Linked DNA regions of Arachis hypogaea: region 1 is linked to region 2. A link is a contact called in public Hi-C data. All regions are on one chromosome and are shown on one strand. The core of a region is the stretch at or near the end of the contact, and the rest is flanking DNA. Distances in the headings are between cores, read along the strand shown.

Region 1 (3,946 bases), core at 938-3,437, 120 kb after region 2:
TTCTCTAATGGATTATTATTATTATTGAAGTTGGGATGGTCATCAAATACAAATGGCCCTTCAAACCCATTTCCATTATTATTTGGAAGCTCTATATCCATGTGTGAGCCATAGCCTTGGCGGGGTGTCATACTTCCTTCTTGAGAAAGAATATTATTGGCCATTTCATTTTGATAACATTGATTAGTTGTTGTGACAGCATCATCATCATCTTGCATAGGATATTGTATTCCACAGTTCGAGTACTCCATTTTTGTTATTGGTGCTTCAACATTATTTATGCCACAATTGGTAGCACCAGTTGTAGAATTTGCCATTAGATTCCCAATAATATCTATCTCCTCTTGCAAACTTGCAACCTGCCCACAACAAAGGACAAAATAAAAAGTAAAAATACAAGTAAAACGTACCTTAGATTTTCAACGAAAGTTTTGAATTTAAAATCATTCCAAAGTCAAAAGTTTTTGCGTGTACCAAGTGTACGAAAATAAACTCGTGTGAGGATCAATTCTTAAAGTTTTGCAATGATTGAACTAATTATATTCTAATACATGATTCCCCGATAATTGCAAGTAATAAGAAAAGACTTAAATGTGAACTCGCAATGAATAAAAATCCGGCTAGGTAAGGGTATTCATAGATTAGATTCGATTCGCATATTTGTGGTGTTTATCTGAATTCGATTCAAAAATTACTAATAAAGATCTAATTTACAAAGCTATTGGATCGAATCAAATCTGATTCGCACATTAATAGGATGAGATTGCGAATTTTATGTCGATATCCGCATATTTGCGGTTCCGCAAATCCACGAATCCGCAAAAATAAACAAATAAATAAGTAAATATTCTTTTTATGTTTTATTTTAATTAATAATTATCATATATATTGTATTATTTTAATTTTATTATTTAAAAAAAATATGTTTAATATTATTTTAAGAGTAAACATATTTAAAAGAATAGAAAAAAAGGATTTATTGATATTTTTTAATAAAAATAAGCTTTTAAAAATATTTTTATGTTTTACAATTATATTTGATATCCGATTTGATCTGATCCGCAAATATGTGGATCATGTCGAATTGGATCCAAGTTTAAAAACGGTGAATATTAGATTCATTGATTTTAGTGTGAATCGGATCGAAATTTTGGCCATATTCAATCCGATTTGATCCTTATTATATTCATCTCTATAAGATAAATATATGTATTAAATTTATAATTATTTATATATCTTTATTAATAATTTAAATTTTTAAGATAAATATTTTTATAACATAACGTCAAAGCCTTTAACTATGACGATAGGTAGTTTACAAACTAATTTCCATATATGTCTTATTTATCTTTTTAACCAATAATAAAAAAAATTTAATTTTGATACACTGACATTGATCATGTAAAGTATTTTATACAATCGTATAATCACATCCGTTTTTTTGAATGATCATTTACATAGTTAATGTAAAAAGTAGTTATTTTTATTAAAATAGTATTACATAATTGGATGCACATATAAAACTATTTTACACTAATAGCGCATCAAAATTAAATTCTAATAAAAAATCAATATATAATAAATTAAAATTATATATATTTTTTGTAAGATGAGAAGAGTTATACTCACATGGGATACTTTTTAGTTTTATTGCATTTAACTTATTGTGATCATACTAAAAGTTTGCAATAGTTTAGGACGATTTTATTATAGATATATCAGATATGACAAGTTCGTCCAAAACTAGAGATATATTAGATATGTTTTCACATTTAATTTGATTAAATAAAAAAAGTAGAAGATAAATAATCAATATTAATTAAAGATATAAAGATGATATAATATAGCAAATGGTGAGGGATCATAAATCATAATAGAATATAATGGAAATTAATAAATTAAATTAAACCTGTTGCTGCAATGCATAGATATGAGAAACACAACCATAAATAGGATCTTGCATGCGAGCAAGAGCTTCATAAGTGATAGTGATGGCAGCATCACTTCTATTAAGGATTGGAAGATGTGACAATAGCCTTGACACATTACTAGCACCATAGATCTTATGAACAGCTGCAAAATGTGTTGCTGCTTGGTCATAAGAGAAGTAAGGAGCAAAAACACAACCACTACCACACTTTCTCCTTAGGAACTTGCATGCTCCACATGAAGATCCAAATCCTGTCATTATCCTAAATTTTTTTTTTTTTTTTTCTTCTTTCCCTCTTTTTCTTTCAGGTGTTTTTCAATGATTTCACTACTACAAGACAATTGTTCAAGAAGGGTTTAAAGATTCCATCACTTTTATAGGCATCACTTGATGGGAGCTTCATTTCTTTTTGTGTGGTATCCAAAGGACATTTCTCATTTTCAGTTAATAATTTTTTTATAATAAAACTATTGTTAGCATTTATCTAATTAATTAAGTCATGTTACCAGAAATTCGATTAATCTTATTCTATTTAATTAATCCAATTCAAAATTTTTTAAAATATTTAAATTTCTATATCCTTTTAAAGAAATCTAAATTTCTTATTAAAAAAATAATTTAGCTAACGTATGTCTCAAGAATATATTTTAAGATTACCGAAAAAAGCTTTTATAGAAATCATACAAATTAAAATTCAAAATTTTAATGTATTTATTTTATATTTATAAAGTAAAAAAATTTTAAAAATTTTTATTTAAAGGCGTGTTAGTTATATCCTTAAAATTAAAATACCTATTGCCTAAAGTAATTCATGTCCATCTTCAATAATTAATAATTAATTTTTAGTGAAGAGTTGATAATTGAGTTAATATTTAGGTTAGTCTCTTAAGTTGTAATTGTATTTTAAATTGGTAGCTAAAATTTTAATTTACTCGACTTAGGTTCTAAAATTGATTTTCGTAACTTATGTTAGTTTTTCGACTATTTTCAATTAATGTCTTGACGTGATATACTAATATAAACCGTCAATGACACGTGACAGAAATAATTTATGTCAGTATACAATATCGACACAAAATTAACGAAAAATAGTTAAAAGAATAATGTGAAACAAATATTAATTTTAATAAATTAATTAAGTACATTAAAATTTTAAGTATACAATTTTAAGAACCAACTAAGAATTCAGTGGTTGATAATTACTTTAAAGCATATTTCTTTTGGGTCCCTTTTGTGGCCTACAATGTTATTTTCAATTAGGGTAATATTTTCCTCATTTGTGTGCCTCAAAAGGGCTTTTGGTTGATAATGTCTCTTTCTTCTTACGTGACAGTTATTGAAGACCCAATCATCATCATTTCTTGGGCTTTGCGAAAAGGTTTGAGAGTTTTTGAGTTACATGAATTATGCATGCTTTTATTTAGGGCCAACTCTATAATGCCTATTAATTATTGCTTAATTTTTTTTAATTTATTTTTTGTGTAGTAAATTTTAAATTTTTAAAAATAATTTATTTTTATATTTTTAAAATTAAATATTAATTTTTAAATTTTTTTAGTAAATAGACACCACCTTTTAGACATTATAATATTCACCTTTATTTAGCTCATATAGGAGTAGTTTGTTAGCTTAGAGTGAATGACTCATTGCGGCTTTTTTGTCTTGATATTGTTAATGGCCCCTTAAATTCCTTAGTTTAATGCCACAATTATATGCCACTTGTCATATTTTTGCGTGTTTTAATCCTACCATAATTCATGTTTAGCTGTTGGCCACTTAAACTAATTGATGCTCTGAGGTGTGTTAAACCAAACCACTTTTGTATTAATTTTTTGTTCATTTGGCTGTGTTTACCACTCTGATCTTAATTTTTAAGGATTTGGTTAATAAGTATAGTGCCCTAAAAGCACTTGTTATAATAATAAAGCAAAAATTAAATAAAACATTTCATTGAATTTTTTTATATATTTTTAATGCATTCTTAACTATATTTATGCCATTAAAAAATAAAAAAGT
Region 2 (3,769 bases), core at 219-2,718:
ATATATATTTTCTTTTTTTATAACTTTAAAAAAAAAATTTTTTAATTTATTTTAAATTGTTTGTGTTAACTAATGTTAACTTTATTCATTTTTCAAAAAAATATTATTTTTTACAAAAATATCCTTTAGCAAAAATTTTATTTTTTTGTCATTAAATTTTACTTACCAAAATATTCTTTAATAAATTATTTTTTATTGATTAAATTATATTTTTCTAAAATACTCTTCAATAATTTTTAATTATTAAATTATGATTTAACCAAAATTTTTGTTAATAATTATTTTTATATTTTATTATAAATTTTTTGATATCAATATATATTATTTTAATATTAAATAAAAAAATTTTACCGCTGTTAATATGTATAACAATTAATATATATTGATATAAAAAAATAATCATACCAAGATTTTTTTATTTAATATTAAAATAATATATATTGATATTAAAAAATTAATAGTAAAATATAAAAATTATTGTTAACGAAAATTTTAGTAAAATCACAATTTAATAATTAAAAAATTATTGAAGGATATTTTCAAAAAAATAATTTAATTATTAAATTTTTTTAAAAAGTATTTTGGTAAAAAAATTTAATGAAAATTTTTGTTAAAGGGTATTTCTGTAAAAGATAATTTATTTTTTCTTGAAAAATGAATAAAGTTAACATTAGTTAACACAAACAATTTAAAATGGATTAAAGAGAAGGTTTTTTAAATGTTATAAGGAATGAGAATGTACATTTTACAAATAGAGAAGAGGGGAATATCATTTTAACATCTCTCAGGAGAGGGGAGTGAAATTTTCTCTTATTTTTATAGACACCGGTTCATTTGTTTGATTGAAGAAAAATAAGTTTAATTTTGTTTAATACATATAAAAAAAGTTTAAATGTGTGATTTTGTATTAAAATTAAGAAATAACAAAGAATATAGATTCATTTAGCAACAGAGCAACAACTTTCAACATCCATTTAGCATCTTTGACTTTTAAAAAAAAATGAGTCATTATTTTTTAAATACTTATCGTGCTAGTATTTAATATAGATTCTTTTTAAATTAAGATAAAATAATATTGAGAAATCTTATATTTTTTAATTTTAAAATTAATTCATCGCATTAATATTCTTTAAATTTTATCTTATAATATATAAATAACTTGATGAATATGAATAATAAGTATCATGCTTATAAAAAAAATTTTTAGAAAAAACTTTTATTAAAGAAAAAATTTGATTTTTAATGTATTTATTGATTGATAAAGGTTAACAAATATTTTTAACCAAAATTTAATTTAATTTAATTTTACTAATATTATATATTGTGTTAAAAAATATTGAGCTTTCCAAAATATTTTCTCAAGCTTCGGATCCTCCTTCTCTGGTTTTAGGCTTTCCCACTAAGAAAACTAACACTCGTGCTGAACATGCAATAACTCATAATACTGAGGAATAATGAGTTATATATGAACACATACATGTGGGTCCATGATTTGCTCTACTGTTGACCGTAAGATCAATCTCTTTGGCTCAACTATTTCCACGCATATCTTTAGTTTTTTAGTGAAATGTTCACATTTATATTAGATCTATCTTTTCCCATCTGCGTTCACATACATTTTTCCATAGACCCCAAGAGACCAAAACGACAAACTAAGGGGACCAATGCCGGTCGTATGAAAAGGTAACAATGCAATACTATCATACGACAAAGCATTAATAACATGCTAGTTAGCAAAAGTAGGTTTTAAATGAAGTATATAACGACATCATATTGAATTTGTATTTTCTAATTTCTATTTTTGTGAATTATTTTTTAGTAGGCTGTAGGCAATATAATTCCAATTACTTTTGTGTAAGAGTTTATTGATTTTGAGAGCATACTCTAATTAACCTTAGTAAATTAATTAATTAGTATTGAACCCATAAAAAACCTTAGTAAGTTGATTAGTATTGAACCGAATTAAGTTTTATGCTAAAACAAAAAAAAAATTATATATTAATAATATAAGGTGCAGCACTTCAAAAGTACTGTGCCTAATTAAGTAGGCTACCTTAGATTTTCATTTACCTCAAAAGACTGGTATAAGCCCAATGAAAAAGAAAGTCCCTTAATTCTAATAGCGGTGGAGTAAGAGAAGTTAAAGAAGAGCAAATCATGGAGGAAGATGATGATACTAAAGAAAACAGAGAGAAGAATTAACATAGCTATGGGATTCAACTTTGAAGAAGATTATTACTTTACAAAAGCACTTATTGGAGTTTAGGGAAGACAAAAAGAGAGTGAGAGGAGATGTTGAAGGTGAGGTGATCTACATCTAGTGATAGTGATATTACGATGCCGGAATTGCCAAGGGATTAGGACAAAATGGGATAAATAAAACTATTAAATTATTATTAAACAAAATACAGATATTCAATTAACAATATCAATTGGTATATACTAAAAATTAACTATTAAATTAATTATTTATATAAAATATATATTAAAATATAAAATATATATTAAAAATAACTGAAATAATATATATTTATATATAAATATATAATTATTAATTTAGTAACTAACTTTTAGCGTGTATATAATATTTTTTTTAATTAATTGATGTCAAAAATTGGTGTAAAAAAAGGTGTGCTCATAGATTTATGAAAGAAAAAATTGCTTTTAGTATTCTCAATTCAATATAACATGTGAAAGGATACTTTATTTTAATTAGATTTTATTTGATTTTAGGTTTTTTATATTTGTGTTTATTAATTCATATAGAATGAAGATTTTTTTTCCTATTTTTACTTTTTCAAATAAAAGTTTTTTAATAAGATTTATTTTATATATGTTTTCAGTGTTAGCATATGCCATTATGGTGTATTGAATAATTTTTTTTATTATGGTTACATCTTCGTCTATCTTTAAAACAGATAGGTTAATGATAAATTCTAATATATTTATATTTTCAGTAATTATAATAATTATGTAAGTATTGTTAAAATTTAAAAATATATTTTTTATATATTTTAATATAAAAATATTATTTTTATATTAAAATTAATTATTAAAATTAAATATTATATATTTAAATATAAATATATATAATTTAATTAATTTTTAATATATATAAATTTATATGTAATTTAATTAATTTTTAATATATATTTTATATTTTAATATATATTTTATTTTAATAACTAATTTTAATATATATCTAATATTCTTAAAAAAATAACTAGAGCAATATAGTGATATATACTAAAATGTACTTAGTTTAATTATATATAGATAAAAAAAGGCACTTATCAAAAGTGTGGACCACCGGCCGTGTGCTTCCAATCCAGTAATCCAACACAATCTGCCAATTCTCAGTTGTCAGTTGTCAGCTCCCTGGGGTGGGGGTGAGCACTGTGTCCATCGTACTGAGCAGGGATATGGTTTCAACTTTCAAGTTTGAACTACGAATTATGAAGGGCACCCCTCTCCCAAATAAAATATTACCTTTTTGCCCCCCTCTTCTTTACATTTACATTTAACTTTGTTTAAAATTACAATGGTGATATTAAATTATAGAAAAGTTTTCACGTGTACAGGAGGTTTTTTGTCCTGTTCTGCTATGTGAAATGGCAAGAAAGTACATGAAAAGATATGATAAAGACTGCTGAAGGTAGTTCTTTTGCAAGACATACATGTGTGAGTATACAAACCGTGCAGAGCTGAGTCAGCGATAAGTATGTGAAAACTTTACTTTGTTGGATCTTCGACTTGACGAGCTTTTACA

What was found. Hi-C and Micro-C count contacts between places; a contact is called where the count stands out from the background.
Region 1: a Hi-C map of leaf shows a contact between it and region 2, with 2.0 times the contacts expected there. The contact joins the promoter of LOC112762844 here to the enhancer-like site in region 2. A contact is called at or near these places in 5 of 8 Hi-C or Micro-C datasets (leaf and an unstated tissue).

The regions. Positions count from the first base shown.
Region 1 is chr17:13,192,801-13,196,746 of arahy.Tifrunner.gnm2.J5K5, forward strand. It overlaps LOC112762844 (LOB domain-containing protein 33-like), which reads right to left and starts at 2,188. Exons shown (of 2, transcript XM_025808672.1): 1 at 1,910-2,188; 2 at 1-359. The coding sequence starts at 2,188.
Region 2 is chr17:13,076,598-13,080,366 of arahy.Tifrunner.gnm2.J5K5, forward strand. No RefSeq gene overlaps it. Among protein-coding and RNA genes, the nearest start is that of LOC112765119, 26 kb to the left of the region's middle. Within about 2 kb of position 1,469, at least 3 of the 3 cell types and tissues checked have open chromatin away from gene starts, as enhancers often do.